Regions from separate parts of the Mus musculus genome. Here all the other regions are linked to region 1. The links are chromatin contacts, called in public Hi-C and HiChIP or PLAC-seq maps. All regions are on one chromosome and are shown on one strand. Each heading gives the region's core, a stretch centred on a gene start, on an enhancer-like site or on the middle of the called end of the contact. The rest is flanking DNA. Distances are from core to core; before and after follow the strand shown. Region 1 overlaps Gm36405 (a long non-coding RNA gene). Region 2 overlaps Mtus2 (microtubule associated tumor suppressor candidate 2). Region 3 overlaps Ubl3 (ubiquitin-like 3).

Evidence for each region. A called contact is a pair of places that touch in the nucleus more often than the background predicts. HiChIP or PLAC-seq counts read pairs in DNA pulled down with a chosen protein or histone mark.
Region 2: a Hi-C map of bone marrow-derived macrophages shows a contact between it and region 1, with 17 read pairs. The contact joins two enhancer-like sites. A contact is called at or near these places in 7 of 39 promoter capture datasets (the 3T3-L1 cell line, embryonic stem cells, hippocampal neurons and 3 more), 4 of 15 datasets of contacts at CTCF or cohesin (embryonic stem cells, hippocampal excitatory neurons, pro-B cells and 1 more), 84 of 484 Hi-C or Micro-C datasets (the 63-12 cell line, B cells, the Ba/F3 cell line and 52 more), 7 of 115 datasets of contacts at active chromatin or transcription factors (PVALB interneurons, bone marrow-derived dendritic cells, bone marrow-derived macrophages and 4 more) and 2 of 9 other capture datasets (adipose tissue and embryonic stem cells).
Region 3: a contact with region 1 is called in an H3K4me3 HiChIP or PLAC-seq map of bone marrow-derived macrophages, with 7 times the contacts expected there. The contact joins two enhancer-like sites. A contact is called at or near these places in 5 of 39 promoter capture datasets (the 3T3-L1 cell line, 3T3-L1-derived adipocytes, the C10 cell line and 1 more), 3 of 15 datasets of contacts at CTCF or cohesin (CD8 T cells, hippocampal excitatory neurons and pro-B cells), 114 of 484 Hi-C or Micro-C datasets (the 3T3-L1 cell line, 3T3-L1-derived adipocytes, the 63-12 cell line and 70 more), 22 of 115 datasets of contacts at active chromatin or transcription factors (T-cell acute lymphoblastic leukemia, astrocytes, a beta-TC-6 cell line and 18 more) and 3 of 9 other capture datasets (adipose tissue, liver and pancreatic islet).

The regions. Positions count from the first base shown.
Region 1 is chr5:148,791,569-148,794,655 of GRCm38.p6, forward strand. Gm36405 (a long non-coding RNA gene) reads right to left here. Exons shown (of 3, transcript XR_377235.2): 3 at 2,749-3,087. Among named protein-coding and RNA genes, the nearest start is that of 4930505K14Rik, 15 kb to the left of the region's middle. Within about 2 kb of position 1,668, at least 30 of the 459 cell types and tissues checked have an H3K27ac peak or open chromatin away from gene starts, as enhancers often do. A contact at or near this core is called in bone marrow-derived macrophages, olfactory sensory neurons and uterus, where this site is marked.
Region 2 is chr5:148,309,463-148,312,549 of GRCm38.p6, forward strand. All of the region lies in intron 14 of Mtus2 (microtubule associated tumor suppressor candidate 2), which reads left to right. Among named protein-coding and RNA genes, the nearest start is that of Slc7a1, 89 kb to the right of the region's middle. Within about 2 kb of position 1,534, at least 77 of the 459 cell types and tissues checked have an H3K27ac peak or open chromatin away from gene starts, as enhancers often do. A contact at or near this core is called in bone marrow-derived macrophages and uterus, where this site is marked.
Region 3 is chr5:148,534,748-148,537,834 of GRCm38.p6, forward strand. The region is part of intron 1 of Ubl3 (ubiquitin-like 3); the gene reads right to left. Among named protein-coding and RNA genes, the nearest start is that of Ubl3, 16 kb to the right of the region's middle. Within about 2 kb of position 1,609, at least 39 of the 459 cell types and tissues checked have an H3K27ac peak or open chromatin away from gene starts, as enhancers often do. A contact at or near this core is called in bone marrow-derived macrophages and olfactory sensory neurons, where this site is marked.

The sequences.
Region 1 (3,087 bases), core at 418-2,917:
TTTCTCATCTTGCAACAATGAGTACCAGGATGTCTCTGCCTCCGGGAGTCGAGATTGCTCTCGGTGGCTCTCACCACTCAGGCACCTGGGCAGCATCTGTCCAGGCTGAATGAGGTGGGGTCTGTCCTTCCAGACACCTCAACCTGCCTGCTGACTCTAAGCTTCCAGAAACTTCCAGCCTGCTCCTTGCTGGGATGAACAGCTCAAGTCCAGAGTCTTAGAGTAATTGTATTCGCCAGGCTTCTGAACTGCTGACACGGAGTAGGAAGGACCCAGTGTCCAGCTACCAAAGGAGCAAAGGACACTCAGAGGCTGCTCCCGGCCCCCAGCAGAGCCCCTGTTAAATGTTTGCTCTCCCTGGCCTTGATGTACCTCCATATAAACAACAGCTGGACTCGGGCAGCTTCTGTTTTGCAGGTGGAAGGAGTCGGCAAGATGGAAAAGAGGAAGCAACAGGCTAGTATACGCCAGGAAACACAGCACATAACACTCATAAGGGCCTGGGGTTCTGGCAGTCTGGCCTCTGCGTCTGTAGTCAGGACCGCAGCGTTGACTAGCACGGTTGTGACAATCTTCTGTGATGCTTTGGTGCTTCGGCATAAAGGCACCCATTAACCTGCCCATTAATACAAAAATTAGCATAAGTGAAGGAAGACATTGGACCAAGGACCTAGTCTGTGACGCTCACTCTGATGATTACAGAGGCTTGTACAGAGAAGTTAACAGGTTTCAGATGTCACTTGGCTTATAGTCATTGTTAGAGAAGATCCTCATTAACAAGGTGGATATGAATTCTCACTTAAAAGAAGAGAAATGGAGGCACAAAGAGGGTTTTCTGGTTCTGTGACTCAATCAAAACCTTGCAGGAAGAGCTAACACCTCTAAGGGTTGACTGGAGAGAAATTAATAAAGATGTTTCCAGAAGTTTACAGAGATAGACAGAGGCAAACCAACCCCTGGGTGTCCATGCAGGAAGCTGCTTCCTACTGAAACCTCAAGGGGCAGGTACAGAAGGCGATGCTAAAACCCAGAAAGGGTTCCTAGTAGAGCTGGGGGTGGGGTGCTCCTGGTGGGAGCTGGGGGCCCAAAGGGACCTGCTCTTACCATCAGGAGGAAAGGGGAACCAGAGGAATAAACAAACACTGCGACTCTTCCTCCACGTAGCTGAGGTGGAAACAAGATGTCAAGGGAAACAAAACCAGTTCTCCGTGCATGGAAGGAGAAAGCCAGAGAACAACCGTCAGGGGAGGAACGATTGGAGACTGCCCAATTTGTGTGGTGACACCTGCAGCTTGGGCAGGGAATCAGTGAAGGATGCAACTTTTTTTTTCAATGGACAAAGAAAACGGAGGGAGGAGCTGTTGACGAAGAGCACGCCCAAACTTGACTGCAGATCCAGCTGACCAGTTCCGGACAGCGCTTAAAGATGCAAATCAGCTACAGACCTAACCTCACTTCACCCAGCAAGCTGGGCAGAGGCAAATATCTGGGTCAAACAATAGCCTAGAAAATAAGTAGATAAGAATCTAAACAGGTCGTTTCTGCTGCAAGATCCTGACATTGCAAAGCTCCAACCCTAAAGCTTCAATCAACAAGGACTGAATACATGTTGAATGAATACATTCTTCATTCAAACCAAATCCAGAGCCTGATGCATTTTGCCTGCTCCTTGCCGCTACTTAGGGCGCCACCTCGTGCCCATTTGCCTGTACTACACCCTCCCGCTTAAACCTTCACTTGGAAAGGTTTGTTGATAGAGGAGAGAAAAATTGGCTTCCAAGACAGACATTTTTCTAAAGCGGCTGATTTATAAAGTGGATTTCACACATTATTTTTCTTGAACAAAACTCCAAACACATGACTTAAAAACAATTACTTAAGGCAGTGTACCTAGTGTTTGGATATTTCTGTTCAACAACTGCTTTTAGAAAAAATGTTTACAGAAATTGGTTCGTTTGCATAGGAGATAAAGATAGCCTGCACGTCTTGCAGAATGTGACCTCATATACCTAAAACTTATTTAGGCCTCTGTTAGGGACTGAATGGTATCACATTCCCCCACCAAGATTCACTAGTGCTTCCAAACGAACATAACTCTGAGATGAGGCCCGTAAAGAGATTAAGTCCAAACACACCTTTTAGGGTGTCCCTATCCAATGTTAACGATGTGTTTATGGGTATTTTATTACAAACACGTAGGCACAAAGGGAGATGAACACGATGAGAAGCCATGAACGGGCTTAGGAGAAAGCAGGCTGCCTCTACATCCATCTCCATCTCCAGTCTTGTGGGAAGGAGCAGGCTAGAGGAAGCGGGCAATCTGCGGCAGCCTAGGTAGCATAATCTAGCTCTGATTTCTCTCCTAGGCAAGGTGTGCGAAGACACAGGAGACCCTGTCTCGGTGGAGGGAGTTGAGCTGCCACTAAGTAGGCTCTTGCCAGAGATTTTGGCCTCTGTGAAAAAAGAGTGGTCCAGCGAATTGGGAATGAAATGCCTTTGGGGAGTAGGGGGGTCCCTAGCACAATGACTGGCTTGCAGCACCTACTTCATGCTCTAGGATCAGCCTTAGCAAGAGTGTGGGCACAATGGTACCAGATTTCCCACAAGGAAACCTGTTCAGACCCCCTCTGGACCTTATGTAGAGAAAAGGGAAGCTGGTTACTGAGTGTCAGTAGAAAGCGCCCCCCCCCCTGCCCGCAATCTGTGGAGAGCTGAGAGACTTGCTTCCAGACAAGCGCCTTGAGGATGATGGCTTTATTGAGGGCACACACACAGTAACCTGGGGTTAGAAACATCGAGGAAGGAAAGATAGGTGGACTGAAGCAAACAAGCAAGGGAGGGAGGCAGGAAGTGTGCAGGGCCTTAGGACTGGACATGGGAAGGCCTCTGGAGCAGGCAGCCTCCCTGGAACCACAGCTCAGCTCAGCTGCTTCCAAGATCGATGCCTGGGCAGGGCCATTTCCTCATCCGGCGGCAGGCGGCTGGCGGCAGGTGGCGGACGGCGGGGCCATTAGTGACTCTGTGACCCACTCGCCGCCTGCCCATCAAGGCCCTCCTGAGCCATGGTCACCTGCTGTCCTGCTGCAC
Region 2 (3,087 bases), core at 284-2,783, 480 kb before region 1:
AAGGACTTGTCCGTTTCAGGCAGGAGGGTAGCAGGATTGAGGATAGCAGGAGGAGCAAACACGACCCATTCAGTCAGCAACAGACTCTGGTAGTGGGTCATTCCGGCATTTGTCATCCATCGGTCTGGGGACTGGCAGATAATGCTTTCAAGAGAGTGGGGGGCTACCACAGTTATTTGCTGTTCCAAAGTTAACTTGTCGGCATCCTTAACAAGAAAGGCTACTGTAGCAACGGCCTTTAAACATGTGGGCCATCCGCTGGCCACTGGGTCCAGCTTGTTAGACAAATATGCCACGGGCCTCTTCTATGGCCCTAGAGCCTGAGTAAGAACCTCTGGCCACCCCCGCCCTCTCATCAACATAGAGGATGAAGGGTTTGGTTAGATCTGGCACAGTCAACAGGGCCTCTTTAATATTTTCAAAGGCTCTCAGATGTTCTGATATCCATCTGAATTCTCTACTTTCTTTGGTCAGGGGGTACAAGGGGGCAGCCAGTGTTGCAAACCCAGGTATCCAAAGTCTGCAGAACCCAGCAGTGCCCAAGAATTCTCTCACCTGTCTTGGAGTAGCCGGTGCCAGTATTTGAGTCACAGTCCTTTTTCTTTGTAATAGGCACATTGGTCCTTCTGTAAAGTCTTCTGGGCGGGTCTTCTTCCTCCAGGTCTAGGTTCCCTGTTGCCCAGGTACCCTGTCTGTCTATTCTCAGGCCTGTTTCTTCTTTCACACTCCCCTACTACTGAGGCCAAAATCCTGCTTAAGTTCCTCTCCTGTCTTCTATCCCTTTTATTCTCTCTCTCTTCCTCCGTCTCTCTCGTGATATACCTTTTTTGCCTCCTTGACTAAATCTTGTAAAGCCGTGGCATGTAATCTTTCTAGTCTCTGTAACTTTCTCTTAATATCTGATGCTGATTGCCCTATAAAAGCCATAGCAACCACGGCTTGTTGACCCTCAGAGGTCAGGTCAAAAGGAGTCTAGCGTCTATAAGCTTCCATCAATCTTTCCAGAAAAACAGATGGGGGCTCGGTAGGACCCTGCATCACCTCTCTTACCTTAGCCAAATTGGTGGGGCATCTCGCTGCTCCCTTTAGATCAGAGCCCGGTGGTAAACTGCCAACCTCTCTCTACCTTGAGCCATATTGTAGTTCCAATCTGGCCGGTCCAGAGGGAACCCAGTGTTAATCTCATTAGGTAGGTTGGTTGGGACTCCATTCACTCCGGGAACATTTTTCTGAGCCTACAGGAAAATGCGCTCTTTTTCTTCAGTGGTAAACGGAACCTGGAGGAGCTGCTGACAATCATCTCAAGTGGGTTGATGAGAAAACATAAGAGACTCCACCAGCCCCGTCAGGCTGGCCAGATTCTCAGAAAAGGAAGCATGGTTAGCTTTCCAACTGTACAGATCTGCAGAGATTGCGGGTCCGAGGGCAGGTCGCCCACAGCTGGCAGAGGAAAAGCAGAAGTGGTGTCAGGAGCTCCATCTGCTGGGGGAATCTGGGCTCATCGTCTCCGGGTCCTGGCTGCCATCCCTCCAGCTGTGCTGTGGAGGAGCAGACCCAGGGGGCGGGGGAGGGTAGAAGATAGGGTGAAGGGGAAGGAACTTGGGGGGAGCTGTGGGTTGAAGAGGAGGCTCCGTTTTGGGAGGAACCTTTTGGTTTCACTTTTGTTTTCGAGAAGAGTCAGGGCTCGGGAGCCTGACCTACACTGGGGAATCCATGGTTTGATCTATGACGATGGATTCTGGACGAGGTCCTGCCAGACAGTAATGTAAGGCTGTTGATCTGGGTGGGACCCAGGTCTGCTCTGAAAAACAATGGCTTTAACTTTAAAGATAAGAGTCAAATCAAAAGTCCCATCCGGTGGCCATCCTACATCAAAAGTCGGCCACTTGGAGGCACAAAAAGTCTGTCAAGGTCTATTCTTAATTTCTACTGAAAGATTATGGGCCCTTGACCTAACTTCAGTCCAGTGGTCTAAAGTCAAACTTAGGGGGGTCATTACAGTCTGTGCCATTGTCCAAATCACCGAAAACACGAAACAGGTACACACACACACACACACACACACACACACACACACACTGACAAATGCCCATCTTCTAATGGACAGACAAAACCAACTCAGAAATGCAAAAGGTCAGGTAAGTACATAAGTCCTCCAATCTAGGAAGACTACCAACTCTTCACTCCCCATCCCAGACGGACTCCTGGAGTCCTTCCCCTCACTCCAGGGCATCCCCCAGAGCGGGCAGTGGGTGATTCCAGCATGTCTGCTGTTCACACTCCATGCCTCATCTTGAGGTGCAGGTCTCCGCTTCTCATGAAACGTTGCAGCTGCAAATTTCAGCACCGAACATCCCCGGCTCACAGAAATATTTTTAGACAAGAAATCTCACCTCCAAGTGGGTCTTCGGAGATGTGGGTGGTCGCGCCAATCCCGGGACGAGCCCCCAATGAAAGACCTTGGAAGGGAGACCCTCACTCAAGTCTCGGGATAATAACGGACCCCCAAGAACTCACAAGAGACCAAGCTTGATGCAAACCACACGAGGCTTTATTGGGGGGGGGGGAAGCCAGAGCTCTGGGGACGACTCGTACCCCACACAGGGGTAGAGGAGTCGACCCCGAGGGGAAAGGGGTCCCAGTTTTTATAGGCCCCCAGGGGGGAAAGGAGAAGGAGGGAGTAGGGGATTACCCAATCTAAACAATGTCTAGTCTCAAGAAATGGGTATGGGAGGGGTCAAGGAAAGAGTCTGGTGCAGGTGCAGCAACTCAGGATTGGCCCCGGCTGTAGTTGCTGGGGAGATTTTCTGACTCTTCCCCAGCAACCAATATCACAAACACCTGGCAATGGGCTTCATCAGTGGGCACACACATGGGTTTAAGGAATGGTCAGAACATTGGCAGACACATGGGTTCTAGGAGCAGCCAGAGCATTGTACACCTCTATTTTTCTAAATCAGTGAAGCTAGTTCTGCTAACAATGAAATCTATTTTGCCAATTTCAAGGCTTCTGTGACCTTTTACATTCTGTCAGGATCTTTCACTTCTAAAACACATAATGGAATAGACAGGCCACTCAGTGGTTAA
Region 3 (3,087 bases), core at 359-2,858, 260 kb before region 1:
AACATCATGTATTACACACTATGACTCCAGTCCTTACCAGACAGACACTCAGGGTATTTCTACTACACTTTCAGTATGCTGTGCTGGGAACTCTGCCAGCTTTTTGGATTTTTTTCCCCCTCCTGTCAGCAGGGTTGACTTAGAATGAATGATACATAAATGAAATATGAATGAAAGCATTTGAACTGTGGGGCGTTCTGTAGACACTGCAACAGTGTTTGTATCAGCAACAATTTTAGTGTTATTACTATGCTACTTTATGTGTAGTCCCTGTTTCCTCTCAAAGCTATTTTGCCTTGATGATGCTGTCTAGGTTAGAAAGATATACACAGCCTGTGGGGTACTTATTTGGGAAGTAACCATTCTCACAGAAGCTGTCTTTCGAGACTATAACTGCAAAGGTCTTGTGATGGGCTGGGTTTTAAATTATTGTGTAAAATACTAGCAAATATGTCAAAAAAAAAAAAAAGCACACTCCATACTGACCTCTGAAAACCTCTAGGAGTATACTTTATAACTGTGTGGTTTTGCTGTTAGAGAGCAGAGATTGCTGTAAAATGGAATCATCTATCTTGTCTGCTAAGATGCAGAACTCAAGTTTTATTGGCTGCATGCTGTGGTTCCCCCAAAACAAAAGTTCCACCAATGCTGCAGTTATTTTTAAAAGTAATCTGTATTCCAATTCTTACAGCAGAGCATGGTTATAGATGCTTTTTTAAAAGTCACATCACCAGAAAATCAATACTAGAATCAAGCTTTTTTTTTTTTTTGTTTTTTGTTTTTTCAAGACAGGGTTTCTCTGTGTAGCCCTGGCTGGCCTCAAACTCAGAAATCCGCCTGCCTCTGCCTCCCAAGTGCTGGGATTAAAGGCATGTGTCACCACGCCCAGCTTAGAATCAAGTTTGGTAAATGGAATAATATTTAAAAACAAATCCACATGTACTTGTACGCACAAATGTATGAATTTTTATGTATTCAATCCCTTCTCCAATTCCAAACCAAATCAGGTTGAGCTGGGTAGACAGCAACCAGACAAAGAAAGGTATTTTCTCTGCCTCTCAAAGAGCCACAATTCTATCTGATGCAAGAATATGACAGACCTGGCAACCAGTGAGAGATAGATGGCATAACTACTTGTTCTACCATGAACTGGTAACAAAGTCTTCTTTAATGATTTGATCCAGCTGCCAGTCTGGCAGATCAATGTGGCTTACTGAGAAACTGTACCTTAGGTCCTCACTGCAGGTCCCTAGTACACCATTTATTATGTGCAAATGCACTGCCCAGAAGCTGCACTTCACCATCATCTAGCTCCAGCAAGAAAGGAAAATAAGAAAACTACCCCAGATCACCACTCACAAGATTTCTTATTCACGATCGAGACATCCAAATTTAAACTAAGGAGGAAAGGATACTATCACACACATCCTTTCAGTCAGGAAGAGAAAGCTGATATCTGTAAAGCCTTCAAACCACAGGAATTCAGAGACACTTCACATCAATTATTTAAGAAACAGCTAATCTCTTATAAAGCAAAGGAAAAGGAGGTTCAGGTCACTTGACCAGAGTATAAACACTGTTTGCTTCCTTCCTTTCCCTGCCAATAAAAAAGGAAGAGAGAAGCCTAATGAGTCCTCACAGAAAGCCGCAATCATTTTAAGGCTATTTCTCTGACCAAGAGCTATTTCTAAACAATGATGCACTTTTTGTAACTGTTAATTTTACCATATTTTAAAAGTGTTTATTTCATACAACATGTATGTTACAAATGTGTTTTGTGGTCAACACTAACAGCTAGTATGTTAATAGTTTGCATATTCACACAGCAAGACTTACATAAAACCCAAGAACTCAAAAATTCTCCTGAAATGCTCTTCCCCCTTTCTCAATGTTCACAAAACAAAAGCCATTTAAAACATTCTTGCTGGGCATTGGTGGCCCACGCCTTTAATCCCAGCACTTGGGAGGCAGAGGCAGGCAGATTTCTGAGTCCAAGGCCAGCCTGCTCTACAGAGAGTTCCAGGACAGCCAGGGCTACACAGAGAAACCTTGTCTCGAAAAAACCAAAAAAAAAAAAAAACCAAAACAAAACATTCTTAAGTGTTCCATTCGTAAAAGTCTTTGTTTCAAAATGATACAAGAAAGTGTAATAGTGACACTATAAGCTTTGTGTTTGAAATCTTGATAATATTAATACTGATGAATTTTAAGGCATGATTAGAGAATTATGGATGCTTTGAAAATAAGTATATAACATACGTTATATATAATAATTAAGTTATATAATCACATATTGTCATTTTTCTTTTTATGTTCATTTTTCAAAACTATTCTACCATCAAAACGGCCACCATTTTTTGTAAGGAAAGAAAAGGTTAGAAAAGAACCATATTGGCAAATTAGAAACAATTCAGAGAGAATCGAAGGATGTGGCCTTTAACTCAGAATTAATAATCAACCTCCTTAATGTCAAGTAATGGACAGCAAGAGCTGAGACCTGTCACAGGGGTAACTCAAGGACAATAAGCACTTTTGCGATCCCCAATCCAAAACTTTTCTATAGGAAGCTACAAGGATAAATCCCTTGAGAGCCCTTCAAAGTTTTGTCTACACTGTTTGGCTAAAGGCTAACAAGGTCTCTTAACTCACAGCACTAACACAGGCTACTTTCTTGCTTTGGGGGAAAGCTTTTCTAATGAAGGTCCCAGCGACAGCCTGGCCAAATGCTAAAGGCCCTGAGCTGAGCCTGTAGCTGCTGAGCCTGTAGCTGCTGCACCTGTGTTAGATGAGTGCTGCCTCTGCTTCTGCTGTCTTGCTCTCCTTCTTCCAGACAGGGCGTCACTATGTCCTGCAGCCCTCAGCCCTCCCTGCTCAGATGTCAGACTGAGGTCACAGTGTACAACAAACACCCCAACCAGCCTCTATGTTCCTCCTACTAAATAGTGCAGTACACCTTTGTTGAGTCCTAACAGGCACTGGAAACCATACTTGGGTTTAAATCCTGGCTTCATCAGGTAGCAGCAAATTGCTTTAAAGTCCCATTTTGGCTTCCTTACCTGTAAACAGGGCAACACCTACCTCAGAGAA